Regions from separate parts of the Mus musculus genome. Here all the other regions are linked to region 4. A link is a contact called in public HiChIP or PLAC-seq data. All regions are on one chromosome and are shown on one strand. Each heading gives the region's core, a stretch centred on a gene start, on an enhancer-like site or on the middle of the called end of the contact. The rest is flanking DNA. Distances are from core to core; before and after follow the strand shown. Region 1 overlaps Fgr (FGR proto-oncogene, Src family tyrosine kinase). Region 2 holds the start of Ahdc1 (AT hook, DNA binding motif, containing 1). Region 3 holds the start of Fgr (FGR proto-oncogene, Src family tyrosine kinase). Region 4 holds the start of Tmem222 (transmembrane protein 222).

Region 1 (2,709 bases), core at 54-2,553, 280 kb after region 4:
GGGCCCGTGTGGTGATGTAGTAGCCGCCCGTGTCCAGCTTTCGGATCTTATAATGCTTTATGTGATCGCCTCTGTTCTGGTCCCAGTCACGGATGGACAGGGAGTAGGCCCCTGGGTGGAAAGGGTCCTTTAGTTCTCGTCTCCCTCAGAGCAGGAGGAGGCCCCCAAAGGAATTCCCAGAGCCCAGCTTAGCTCTGCCCCTCCACTTGGCCCTGACCCAAGCACTGACCAGCCCACTGTCCTTATTGTCTGGTGGCATGTCTGCCGTACCAACCCACCTTTGGTGGTCTCGCTTTCCCGAATGAGAAAGGCCCCCTGGGGGTTACCAGAGGACAGAAGCTGCCTCTCTGCATCCTTTCTACTGATCTTTCCGAAGTACCACCTGTTAGGAAAAGCAGGCAGAACCAGGCACATTCATTCCAAACGCCAGTTCATCTTCCCCGGAAGTCACCGCAACAGCCAAGTCTCAGTTTCCTCATCTGACAAATGGGTTGTTATAATCTGCTTCATGACTTGAGTATAAGGATCCCAGAGAAGGGGAATGGGAAACTGTCGGGCACACATGGTCGATGCTGAGAAAGACCAGGATTCCTACCCACTGGTGTCTCTTGAATTAAAATTGTTAGATTCTCCCTGGTACAGTGGTATGATCCCAGCAATCAGGAGGCAGAGGCAGGTACCGCTCTGAGTTTGAGGGTACCCTGGTCTACATAGCAAGTTCTAGGTCAGCCAGGGCTACATAGTGAGACCCTACCTTAAAAACAAATAATGAGGGAACAGGGCATAGTGGTACATGCCTTTAATCCCTGCACTTAGGAGTTGGCGGGGGCAGGTGGATCTCTCTGAGTTTGAGGCCAGCCTGGTCTATAGAATGAGTTCTAGGACAGCCGGAGAAACCCTGTCTCTGGGAAAAAAAAAAAAAAGCCATAAAAGTCCCTGGTAGTGTAGTGTATGCCTTTAATCCCAGCACTTGGGAGGCACAGGCAGGCAGATGTTCCAAATCAGTCAAGGTTACATGGTAAGACGTTATATCAAACCAACAAACACACCAACAAACCAAAATTGGTAGAGCCCAGGCATCAGTGACTTTTTCAGGTATCACAGGGCCCTTGACCCTTCTCACTAGACCTCTCCAAAACCCATTTTACAGACAAGGAACTCAAGTCTCAGAGGGGAGCTGGTGTGAACAATTAGTGTCCTCACGTGCCCTGATTCTCTCCCACCACCCTAGGCAATCCTTCAGACTCCTGCCCCACCCTAGCCCCAAATTCTTTCCCTGCTTGTGGCTGTCTGAGACAATGTAGTCCTGAGCTGTGTGCATACAGGGCAGACTGGGGGGTGGGGAACAGATGTGACCACACTCGCTGTAGAAGACTCTGTTGTTATCTGATCATTAAATTGACTGTGCCTTGTGGGCATTGATAGAAAAGAACACAGTTTTCAAATCAGGGCGGGTGAGGACACCTGGGAACGCTGGCACGCTCAGTCCATACCTGAGCACCAGGCAAATCTGGGAGACAGAAGCGGTGTCTGCTAACCGTGTGCCTGGGAAAGCAGGCAGCAAGGAGAAAGGGTTGAAGGGATACCATACACATTGTCAAAGGTTTTCAAGATCATCCTTCAACCCCAGCACAGTGTTGTGCACCTTTGACCCCAGCACTCTGGAGTCAGGAGGCTCTCTGTGAATTCAAGGCCAGCCTGGTCTACAGAACTTTTTCTAGGACAGCCAGAGCTACACAAAGAAGCCCTGTCTTAAAAAAGCCAAAAACTTCCTTAAGAATCAGCAGAGTAAGTTAGCCCCTGGGAGGAGGAGCTTCTAAGAGTGAGATAGCCTGAGCTACATCGCAGGACCTTGCTTCAAAATAAAAACCAAGCCTTAACAGACTGGGCACTTCCTTTGTGGTAGACGACAACTCTGAACATAAATAGACTTGCTTATAATATTCAGAGAAAAGTGCCATGTTTAAACTCATTAGACAGATGAGGAATTGAACCAGCTACCTAGTGGTTAAGCAGCTTGCCTGAGGCCACACTGTGATCCAAAACAGGAACCCAAACTGTCTCCTCTCAGGCCTGGGCTCTTAACCAGGAACCCACACTGAGCACTTTAGACAGCACCTTGCTACCCAAGCTGTGGGCGCAGCTGATCCAACCCTCCACACACACACACACACACACACACACACACACACACACCATTGCCACCCCTCTGATCCACACCCCCCCCACTCCCACACCATGGCCACCCCTCTGATCCAACCCCCACCCTCACACCCACACCATTGCCACCCCACTGATCCAAACCCCACACCCCCACACCATTGCCACCCTGCTGATCCAACCCCCCCCACCATTGCTACCCTGCTGATCCAACTCCCCCCCCAACACACAACACTGCCACCCTGCCCCTCCATCATCCTCCATGCTTTCTGCCGCTCTCCACAATCCAGCCTCTTTCCTCTTGTGCTCTGGGCTTGCCCATGTCCCTCTACTAGAGAAAACCCATCTTACCCCATAAACATCCCCCTGAAACTGCCCCATCCTTCAATCCCTAAACACATACCTTCCTCTTTCCTAGAGGGAAGAAGTTCTGAGTCCTACGTTGCTGTGTTTTAAAGATGTATTTCTTGATATCACTGCACACACATGTGCATGCAAGTGTCCATGGGGGCTGAAAGAGGGCACCAGAGCCCCTGGAACAGTAGCTAA
Region 2 (2,962 bases), core at 173-2,672, 270 kb after region 4:
CAGGTAACCGGGCACGCGGCCCAACCCCTCTGGCCAGGCCGCCCCCAAATCCCTCCTCCGCCCCACACCCCCTCCGGGTCATTAGGTCCCCGCCCCTCAACTCCCAGAGCGCCAACGGAACCTTGGGATTTGGGGGCTGGAGGGGAGGGGCTCCTCCCTCCGCAGTCTCCCCTTTTCCCAGCGCCTATCCTAAAATCCAGCCTTGTTCTCCGCTCCCACGGTCCCCCTACATCCCCCCCCCCACATTCTCAGCAAGCTGGAGAGCAAATTGCAGTTTTAAATCCAAAGGCGGAGGGAGGGGGAGGAGGAGGGGGTGCGCGGCAGCTCTGGGCGCGCACCTCGCCCCCGAGCCGGGGGAGCCGCGGGGCGGCCAGGAAACCCGAGAACCCCCCCTCCCCGCCCCCCCTCCCCGTCCACCTCCCCCTCCCCCTTCCCGGCGCTGCCTGCCAGGCTTCGAGCCGAGCCCAGCCGAGCCGCGGGCCCCGGTGGAAACAAAGACCGATCGCACCGCGGGCACCGCAGCCACGGGGTCCGGCGGACCGGACTGGGGGCGCTGGGCCCCCCCACAGTGCGCTGCACAAAAGAGCCTGGCCGGCCGGTCCCCAACCGCGTCTATTGCTGGGCAGGAGGCGCTACTTACCGGAGTGCTGGGCTGCCGGCTCCGTGGGTCCGAGCCAGGCGAGGGGTTTCGGGGGGCGTCTATCTTCCGCCGGCGGCAGCGACACGGGCGCCCGGCTGCTGGGAAGAGGAGTCGTAGAGGAGCCCTGAGCCGCCTGCCGTCGCTGACAGCATGGCTCGCGCCTCGGCTCACATTCTCCGCCGCTAACTCCGCTGGACACGGCCCCCCGCTCCCGCGGCGTCCCCCCCACCACGATTACTCCTTCGCTATCTGCGCCCCACTCGCTTCCCCAGCCGCTCACACACTCTCACAGCCCTGGACACCCCCGCCCCAACCCCCCAATTGCAAACCTGGGAGGGAAGACGCCCCGCGTAGTCCTCCTGCTCCTCCTCCGCCGCCCTCCTCCCTCCCGCTCTGTCTGTCTGTCTGTTTGTCTGCCTGTCTCTATTTCTCTCTCTCTCTCTGCCTTTCTCTGCTCTCCGAGCTGGGTGGGAAAAGGAAATGAGGACAGAAAGCAGACGCTGGCTTTGGGTGGTGGTAGCTGGATTCCCTCTCTCCCTCCCTCCTCCCTCCTCCCCTCCCTCCTCCTGCCTTCTGCTCTCTCCGCTGCGAGCGGGGCTGAGCGCAGCCTGGCGGGTGGCTCGCTCGGCCCGCCCGCCCGCCTGTCTGTCTGTCTGGTCTGCCTCGCTCGCTCCCTCCCTCCGTCTCTCGCCCTCGCCCTGCCTGCCTGCCTGCCTCTCTCCGTCTCCGCCGCCGCCGCCGTTGCCTCTGCGAGCTCGCCTTACCTTCGCTGCTCACCATCCGGAACCCCAGGGGGGAGCGCGCGCAGAGCACGCCGGGACTTGTAGTCCCTGTTCGGCCGCTCCGCGCGCTGTGCGGGCGGGGCCACTCCGGCTGCTCCGACGGCGCGGCCCGGAGCGGACCCTATGCCGGAGTATCCCTGGCCCGGATGAATCCCGTTTTATCTAGGACTGCTGATCCTCCTCAAGGGTTAGGAACATTCCGGGCGTTCCGAGGCCCCTACTCGGGGCTCTGGCTGCGCCAAGGTTGCGGGTGGTAGCGCAGGGGCGGGGTCTGAGAATAAAATGAGTGGAATCGGGCATCAGAGGATGAGCCAAAAGGGCTGCGACTTTCTGGGGTGTCCCAAACACGTTGAGAGGGCCCATGGAGAGACGAGAGGACCTACACTTTCAATTTGGGGACGTTTTTCCTATCAGAAGAGGCGTTTGGCAAGAAAGCCGCTCTGGAAACGCTACAGTCTCCTCCGCATTTCGTGGCCCTTCGCCTCAAACTCAGCCCTGGATTTAGTTCTTCCAGCGCCTACTTTTTATTGTCGTCCACGGGCGGCGAGGGCGCAAAAAATTCTGGACAAAGTGTAGATACCATGCCTTCTGAATTTGAACAATTGTTTGTGAGCGGAATTCAACAGTTCTCCAGCGCCTGCTGCGGCGTGGGGGTTGGGCGCAGCACTTTCACCTACCTCCTCTTCAGGTCACATCTGTTCTCCAGCCCCTGGCTCTGGGCCCCCTGCCTTGCCTATCCCACAGATGGGAATGTGCGCCTCTGAGGAAGGCTTTGTTACCCCCAGGGAGGTGGCTGGACAGCTCTGAAAGGAGAATTGCCGCGGCTGCCATTTACTGAGCACCCGGGCAGCACGGGGTCCTTGGAGCCTTGCAGAAAAAACCCTACGAGACCTTATTTCTATTTTAGATATAAGAGTTCCGGAGCCCAGGTGTCCCGATTAGAAAGTGGTAGATTCAGCATCTGGATAATTTCAAAGCTTCCTTCCTTCCTTAACCCTTGGGCGGTAACAGAGTGGTGATTCCCTCTACTCCACCCCCCCCCCCCCGCGTCCCCGCCATCCTTTACTGTTGATCTTTCTTCCCTGTGTCTATGTGTCCTCCCTTGGCACTAAGGTAGATAAGGTTTGCAGAAGAAACAGATGAGTGATGCAGTGATCACTGCCCTGCTACTTGTCTATTGACTGCTTCTGAGCTGATCCCAACTCATGACTGTGTCTGACATTCCTTTGGCCAATGTCTGCCAACTTAGTCCATCTTGCCCCATGTCCTAAGCTTCTCTAGCAATGCCTTTACTCCCTGATCCACCTGCTTCTGATGCCTTCTTTGCTCTTGCAGGGTAATTGCTAGTCAACACATGTTTAGATGGTGACATTATGCTAACAACACATCCACACCACCTTCACCATCCCTCCATCTCTCCCAGTCCCTACCTATAGAGCAATTGAAACTTTTCCAGAAAGCAAGTAACAGGGGAGGCTCTAAAAAGCACACCCACTGATGTGGCATCGTGGCACATGTGGCCAGCTGGAGAGGCCTCTGT
Region 3 (2,923 bases), core at 401-2,900, 300 kb after region 4:
GCCCTAGTAAACGTGACATTTAGTAGATGCCAACTGTGTGCTGGTTCTCAGAGGCCCTGTCAGCGAAGCTTTCTGGTCCTCCATGCTTTGAGAAGGCAAAGAACTGTGTAGAGCCAGCTGGCCTGGATCTGATAGAACTTCATCTGCCTTCTCCTCCATTCTCCCCTCTCCTCCCCGCCCCACCCCTTCCCATTCTATTTCTGTTTCCCCCACCCCACCTGTCTTTCTGCTTATATCGCTCAAGGTGGTCTTGAACTCGTGACAACCTCCCTACCTCTGTTTGCTGGATGCAAGGATTATTATAGGCATGAGCCACTAGGCACAGCTTTGGTATGGGGAGGGCTAGTTTCTTCCCCAAAGTTCCAATGAGAAAAGCAAAAGTCCAGAGAAAGCTAGCTCTCCTTGAGGTCTGCATAGCAATTAAAGGCCCATTCTTGCTAAGAGAACATGTCTCTGAGGCAGGAGACCCCTGAACACCAAGCGGCACCCTCTCACTCCCTCTGTGGTGCAACACACCCGGATCAAGGACCAAAAATGGGGACGAAGGCAGGGACCAAAGTTGGCTGCCAGCCTTGAGCCTGCAGCGGCCCAAAGCCAACTGGCCTCACTGCCCTGTGTTGCCATGGAAACAGCCCCTGCGGGCATTGGCGGTCAAAAGCAGGATTTCCGTCGGGGCTGCCAGCAATTCCCGGATCCCGACAGGGACGCAAACCTTGACCGCCACTGCGGATAGGGAAAAGCACCCAGGGAGGTCTGATGCCCCAGGGTGAGGTCTTCCCCAGGAAACCCAGATCCACGCCTCCAGCTGCTGGAAGGAATCCCCAGGGTGTCTGGAACCCGCTGCCCCACTGATGTAGCTAGAGGGTCTGGGGGGAGTTTGCAGACTCCCCGCTTCCCTCTGAGGAATCCAGATAGCCGGCCTCTGAGACCCCAGAACTGCACTCTGGACTCCGAGTTCTGCAGAAGTCACTCTCCTAGACCCCCTTCTCGGGAACTCGCGACCGATTTCCTCAGTATCCCCTCCCCCTTTCCAGTTTCCCCACCTACTACCCCTCTCTCATACCCCCTCAGCTTCTTTCCTTTTTCTCCTCCTGAAAGCCTCTCAGGGCTCTCCCTAGACGCTTTTGGGGGATCCCACAGTGCCTTCCTGTACTTTCAGCCCTCTCCCCAAATTTTATCAAATTTACAACACAGTTTCCCTCTCTTTCCCCATTTAGACTTTTAGGGGGAATTTTTGGTCTGCCTTCGCCGTACTGCCTCGGCCTTCTCCTAGGTTTTTATCAGCCTTTTCCAGCTTTCCTTAGTTTTCCTTCTTCATTTCCTTTCTGAATGGGATCCCCACCCCCATCTCCCGCTTTCAACTTGCTCAGCTCTCAAAGTTCAGGTTTACCCCCAAATCTTCCCTCCAAGGTGAGGACGGTTAGGGGCGGGGCAACATTTGCCCTACCAGCCCCCACCGGGTTTGGCCGCCTACCTGGTCTCAAGGGAGCCAGCTGCGGGTGACTCGATCTGGGGCGAGCCAACCCTAACTTCCAGCAACCAGGAGAGGCGATGTGGGGGGTAAAGTGAGGTGCTACCCGCCTCTGCCCCTACTACCTACTCTGGGGAGGGAGGAGGAAGCCGTCTCGGACTTCTCTTATTTTGGTGACTGCGGAGGAGGAGGCGGCAGCCAGAGAAGTCGAAGTCACGCCTCAGCCCCTAGACTGCTGCCCAAAGCCAGGAGGGGCCCCCAGATCCAAAGTCCGCTGGCTCCCACTTCCCGCTGTGGATGGGCTCTCCCAGCGCTGTCCCTGCGCCCCAGCTCCTTCCCAAAGGTTCCGGCCAAAGGGACCTGTCCCTTTAGTTACTAGAGTGGGATACCAAGGGGGTGGGGGGTTGGCCATCCCAAAGGCTCCCACTCCCCACTCATCTCCTAGGTAGGAAAACACAGAGCCAGGTCAGGATAACTTGGCCCAAGTTCACATAGCCTGTAGCCTTTACACTACTGTCACTACATTTGCCAGGGATCTTTTGCCTGTCACTTATACCCTGCCGCCTCATCTTTAGGAACTGGGCGGTGGAGATAAGGCCCTTGCCTTTGGGTACCTGTTTTTCACAACAATCAGCTCCCATCAGGCTACTGCCACACACAAGTTTTAGAGAAGCTGAGGAGAATCCTTAATCAATCACAGTGTCTCTAGGAGAGCCCTCCCTATACTCCCCCAGCCCGATACCCACCCTCCCTTTAAAACCAAGAGTTATTACCAGTATTACCTCTCTAAAACCAAGGTGCACTGAGACCCAGGAAATCCCCCTGCCTGGGGAGGGAGAGCTAGGGTTGAATTGGAAATGTTTGTGGGAGGGTGAGGGCTTAAGGCATGGAAGATTCAAGTGGGTGTCCCCGGGGCTATACTGATGATAGGCGATGACGATGCGTGACTGGGTTTAGAATCAACAGCTCGGACACATTATGCAGTCAGGTGTGCTTCTGTGTACAGACAGGGGTGTAGGGGGCTGTGTGTGAGCGCCCTAAAGTACAAGTTCAGGAGGATCATGGTGACACACACGGTGTCAGCAAGTGATGGATGCAGATAGGAATGCTTCTCTCAATGAGCCATGGCAAACACCTTTAACTCCAGCACTTGGGAGGCTGAGGCAAGCAGATCTTTGTTGAGTTTGAGGCCAGCCTGGTCTATGGAGTGAGTTCCAAAACAACCAAGGCTACACAAAGAAACTCTGTCTCAAAAAACCAAATAAAAGTGCTTCTCTCTTAGGAAAATATGAAGTGGGTGTAGGAGGAAGAAAGGAAATGTAGTGGAGGTTCAGGGACTGTGGGAGGGTGGCTTTACCCTGCCTGGATAGCACTGCCACCATTATAGAGCATCCTCTAAGTTGGCCTTGGCCATTGATCCATGTGTGCAATTAACAAATAAATGTATATCGT
Region 4 (2,852 bases), core at 257-2,756:
GAGGCATGGGAGGCAGAGGCAGGGCGAATTTCTGAGTTCGAGGCCAGCCTGGTCTACAGAGTGAGTTCCAGGACAGCCAGGGCTACACAGAAACTCTGTCTCGAAAAACCAACCAACCAACCAAAAACAAAAACAAACAAAAAAAAATTATCAGGACCGCAGGCTTTTGGCAAGTTACTATTAAAGGAGACTCATTTCATGGAAGCAAACCTTCTCAAAAGCATAGCTTTTGCCTTCCCTAAACATTTGTCCACACCTTCTGTTGGCTAATAGTCTTAGGTGATGAGGAATTGAATCTAGCTGTACTAAGCCATAGCTTCTAGCCAGAATGAAGTGCTTAGCCCCTATCTGACAGGTCTGCTTCACCTGCAGAAACAATATGCCTGAGTATGGAAAACAACCCCCACTCTGGTCCCAGTCAAACCATACACACACACACACACACACACAAAGAGGAGCTGTAACATATATATATCTCCTCCAGCCCGCTGTTCCAATAAAACAGTCTCAGTCTCAGCCTGTTGAAACAATCTGTTTGCCTTTCTGCCTCATTTTTCTTACACCTTCCTATAGCCTGGTTCCCTTCTTGTCTTCCAAACCCATCCCACCCACTCCTCACCGCATAACATTCCACTTCCATGTCTCTCTGATTATCCCTCTGAAAAATCAAAAGATTCCAAGACTGGAGCCTGGCCACTTTGTGTTCTTGAGTGTGATCTTAGACAAGTGCTAACTGCCGAGTTTTCTATAAAGCAAAAAAGGACCTGGCTTAGTGATGTACCCTTTTAAATCCCAGCACTTGGGAGGCAGAGTTAAGAGTTCAATGTCAGCCTGGTCTACATAGTGACAGACAGGGCTACATAGTGAGACCCTGTTTCAAAACAAAAACAAACATGTGCCCCAAAACACGAACAATAAAGAGATTTAGATAAGTCTTGGATGATATTCTCTACTGCACATAGTGACCTCAAGTTTCCTGTCTTGGCACTTCTGCATCCGTGCTCTCCCCAGGCCCAAGGCTGCTCCCTCCCATACACACCAAGTGTACGTGTCTCCCATACACACCAAGATTTTAGTTTGACCTCCCTTTTTACACCATCACGTAACAGACTATTATGTAACTCATGCCACAGACTAAAAAGGACAAAGGAAATCTACAAAGACTTGCGTTTGAATCGTTGCTCACTTCATTTCTAAGAGCCTTTGTCTCTGATTTGTTTTCTGGGGGAAACAACTAAATTTGCACGTCTAATCAGTTTATAGACAGTAGTACCAATGAATATCACATGCTTGGCACCTAAGAAGTGATCAATAAAGAGTGCCTGCACCACGTGCCGGCATGCGGAACCGCGGTTGGTTGTGGGTTCCCGGGGCTCGACTGAGAGCTTCCTGAGGTCCACGGAAATGCTCCGCTACAAACACGGGAAAGAGGCTAAACTAGCCGGGCCCAGAAGGACAAGGCTCCAATTCCCCGGGGGAAGATCGACCGAGAGGACACTCCGCCTCCCGGAAGTGATGACACAGGGGCGAGCGGCGGCGCGGTCGGCCTTCCCGAGCGGGACGCGCGCGGGATGGCGGAAGCGGAAGGGAGTTCTCCGCTTCTGTTACAGCCGCCGCCGCCCCCTCCTCGGATGGCGGAAGTAGAAACGCCGACGGGGGCCGAGACGGACATGAAGCAGTACCACGGGTCCGGTGGCGTTGTCATGGACGTGGAGCGGAGCCGCTTCCCCTACTGCGTGGTGTGGACACCCATCCCGGTGCTCACGTGAGTGTCTTCCGATGTCAGCGCGAAGTCGCCGAGGGCCCGAGCATCCTCCGGGGTGCCATGCTAGCTTTTTTTTCCCCAGACTTGCAGCAACCCGTACTCCGGGCCAGGCTAGCCCCCAGTCCCCTAGAGCTCTCGTCACCTATGAGGTGCGCGGTCCCCTTGGATGTGGGGCATAGTTCCGGCCCTGGTTCCCCCAGGTCTAACTGGAGAGGAGGAGAAGTGTAGATCAGCAGCAAAGATCTGGTCATTAGCACGCCCTTAAGCTGCAGGCGTACAGAAAAGACCCTTAATCATTGTCTGAAGAGGCATCGTCATTCATTCCCCGTTGGTTTTTGTTTTTGTTTTTTCACTCATTGAGCAAACGAGCGCGTACTTGTCGTCTGTTATGCACAAGACGTTTCGCCTTTAGAAACAGAACTGAGTGTTTGATCGAAGCCACACTGGTTCGTGGAATGTCAGCATTGGGAGGTCCGTGCTGGCGTTTTTCCCCCTACATCATTTGAGTTACAAAGCAGTCTCAGCGACCTAGGTATCTGCCTCCCAGTGGAAGAATGCAGCTTACAACCCTCCTACCTTAATCCTAACAGTCTGGACAGTTTACAAGCTTTATTTTCTGTAGTAGAAATCCCCTTCCCCCATGGGGAAGCTGAGTTCCTTTGTAACATCGTCTTGGTCCGTTGACTATCCCAGCAAGAAGATATTCAGAAGCCAGTTAGTTCACTGACTATATATAACTCATCTTTCAGCTGTGGCATCCTACCTCTCACCTGAGGAGGTACTCTTTTCTTTCCTTCTATCAAAATCAGCTACCAGGCACGGGGATCCATACTTTTAACCATAGCACTTGGAGGCAGAGGCAAGCAGATGTCTGTGAGTTGGAGGGCAGCCTGAATTATATGGTAGGAGTTCCAGGCCAGCCAGGCATGTATAGTGAGCCCCAATCTCAAACAAACAAACAAACAGAGCCAAGTTGTGTGGAGAAGGAATATTTTTAGTCTCAAATGTTTCTGATCTTCAAATCATTTTAATCTTTCGATTTTGTATTTATTTATTTTATTGGTTTTGACTGAGACATGAGCTTGAT

What was found. HiChIP or PLAC-seq counts read pairs in DNA pulled down with a chosen protein or histone mark.
Region 1: an H3K4me3 HiChIP or PLAC-seq map of embryonic stem cells shows a contact between it and region 4, with 14 read pairs. The contact joins the enhancer-like site here to the promoter of Tmem222 in region 4. A contact is called at or near these places in 12 of 39 promoter capture datasets (the C10 cell line, cranial neural crest, embryonic stem cells and 8 more), 3 of 15 datasets of contacts at CTCF or cohesin (the NIH/3T3 cell line, embryonic stem cells and large pre-B cells), 3 of 484 Hi-C or Micro-C datasets (CD4 single positive thymocytes, bone marrow-derived macrophages and embryonic stem cells), 27 of 115 datasets of contacts at active chromatin or transcription factors (the SCID.adh cell line, acute myeloid leukemia, bone marrow-derived macrophages and 19 more) and 3 of 9 other capture datasets (adipose tissue, liver and pancreatic islet).
Region 2: an H3K4me3 HiChIP or PLAC-seq map of bone marrow-derived macrophages shows a contact between it and region 4, with 8 times the contacts expected there. The contact joins the promoter of Ahdc1 here to the promoter of Tmem222 in region 4. A contact is called at or near these places in 19 of 39 promoter capture datasets (the C10 cell line, the HPC-7 cell line, the SN4741 cell line and 13 more), 4 of 15 datasets of contacts at CTCF or cohesin (CD8 T cells, the NIH/3T3 cell line, embryonic stem cells and 1 more), 14 of 484 Hi-C or Micro-C datasets (CD4 T cells, CD4 single positive thymocytes, the G1E-ER4 cell line and 7 more), 40 of 115 datasets of contacts at active chromatin or transcription factors (the 230-238 cell line, CD8 T cells, DN3 thymocytes and 28 more) and 4 of 9 other capture datasets (adipose tissue, liver, macrophages and 1 more).
Region 3: an H3K27ac HiChIP or PLAC-seq map of microglia shows a contact between it and region 4, with 7 times the contacts expected there. The contact joins the promoter of Fgr here to the promoter of Tmem222 in region 4. A contact is called at or near these places in 4 of 39 promoter capture datasets (cranial neural crest, embryonic stem cells, liver and 1 more), 23 of 115 datasets of contacts at active chromatin or transcription factors (CD8 T cells, the NIH/3T3 cell line, the SCID.adh cell line and 13 more) and 3 of 9 other capture datasets (adipose tissue, liver and pancreatic islet).

The regions. Positions count from the first base shown.
Region 1 is chr4:132,992,320-132,995,028 of GRCm38.p6, reverse strand. Fgr (FGR proto-oncogene, Src family tyrosine kinase) reads right to left here. Exons shown (of 13, transcript NM_010208.4): 6 at 279-382; 7 at 1-111. Among named protein-coding and RNA genes, the nearest start is that of Gm36599, 14 kb to the left of the region's middle. Within about 2 kb of position 1,303, at least 18 of the 459 cell types and tissues checked have an H3K27ac peak or open chromatin away from gene starts, as enhancers often do. A contact at or near this core is called in the SCID.adh cell line, acute myeloid leukemia and embryonic stem cells, where this site is marked.
Region 2 is chr4:133,009,966-133,012,927 of GRCm38.p6, reverse strand. It overlaps Ahdc1 (AT hook, DNA binding motif, containing 1), which reads right to left and starts at 1,422. Exons shown (of 7, transcript NM_146155.3): 1 at 1,405-1,422; 2 at 641-738.
Region 3 is chr4:132,972,822-132,975,744 of GRCm38.p6, reverse strand. Fgr (FGR proto-oncogene, Src family tyrosine kinase) reads right to left here and starts at 1,650. Exons shown (of 13, transcript NM_010208.4): 1 at 1,475-1,650.
Region 4 is chr4:133,276,444-133,279,295 of GRCm38.p6, reverse strand. Tmem222 (transmembrane protein 222) reads left to right here and starts at 1,506. Exons shown (of 6, transcript NM_025667.3): 1 at 1,506-1,765. The coding sequence starts at 1,572.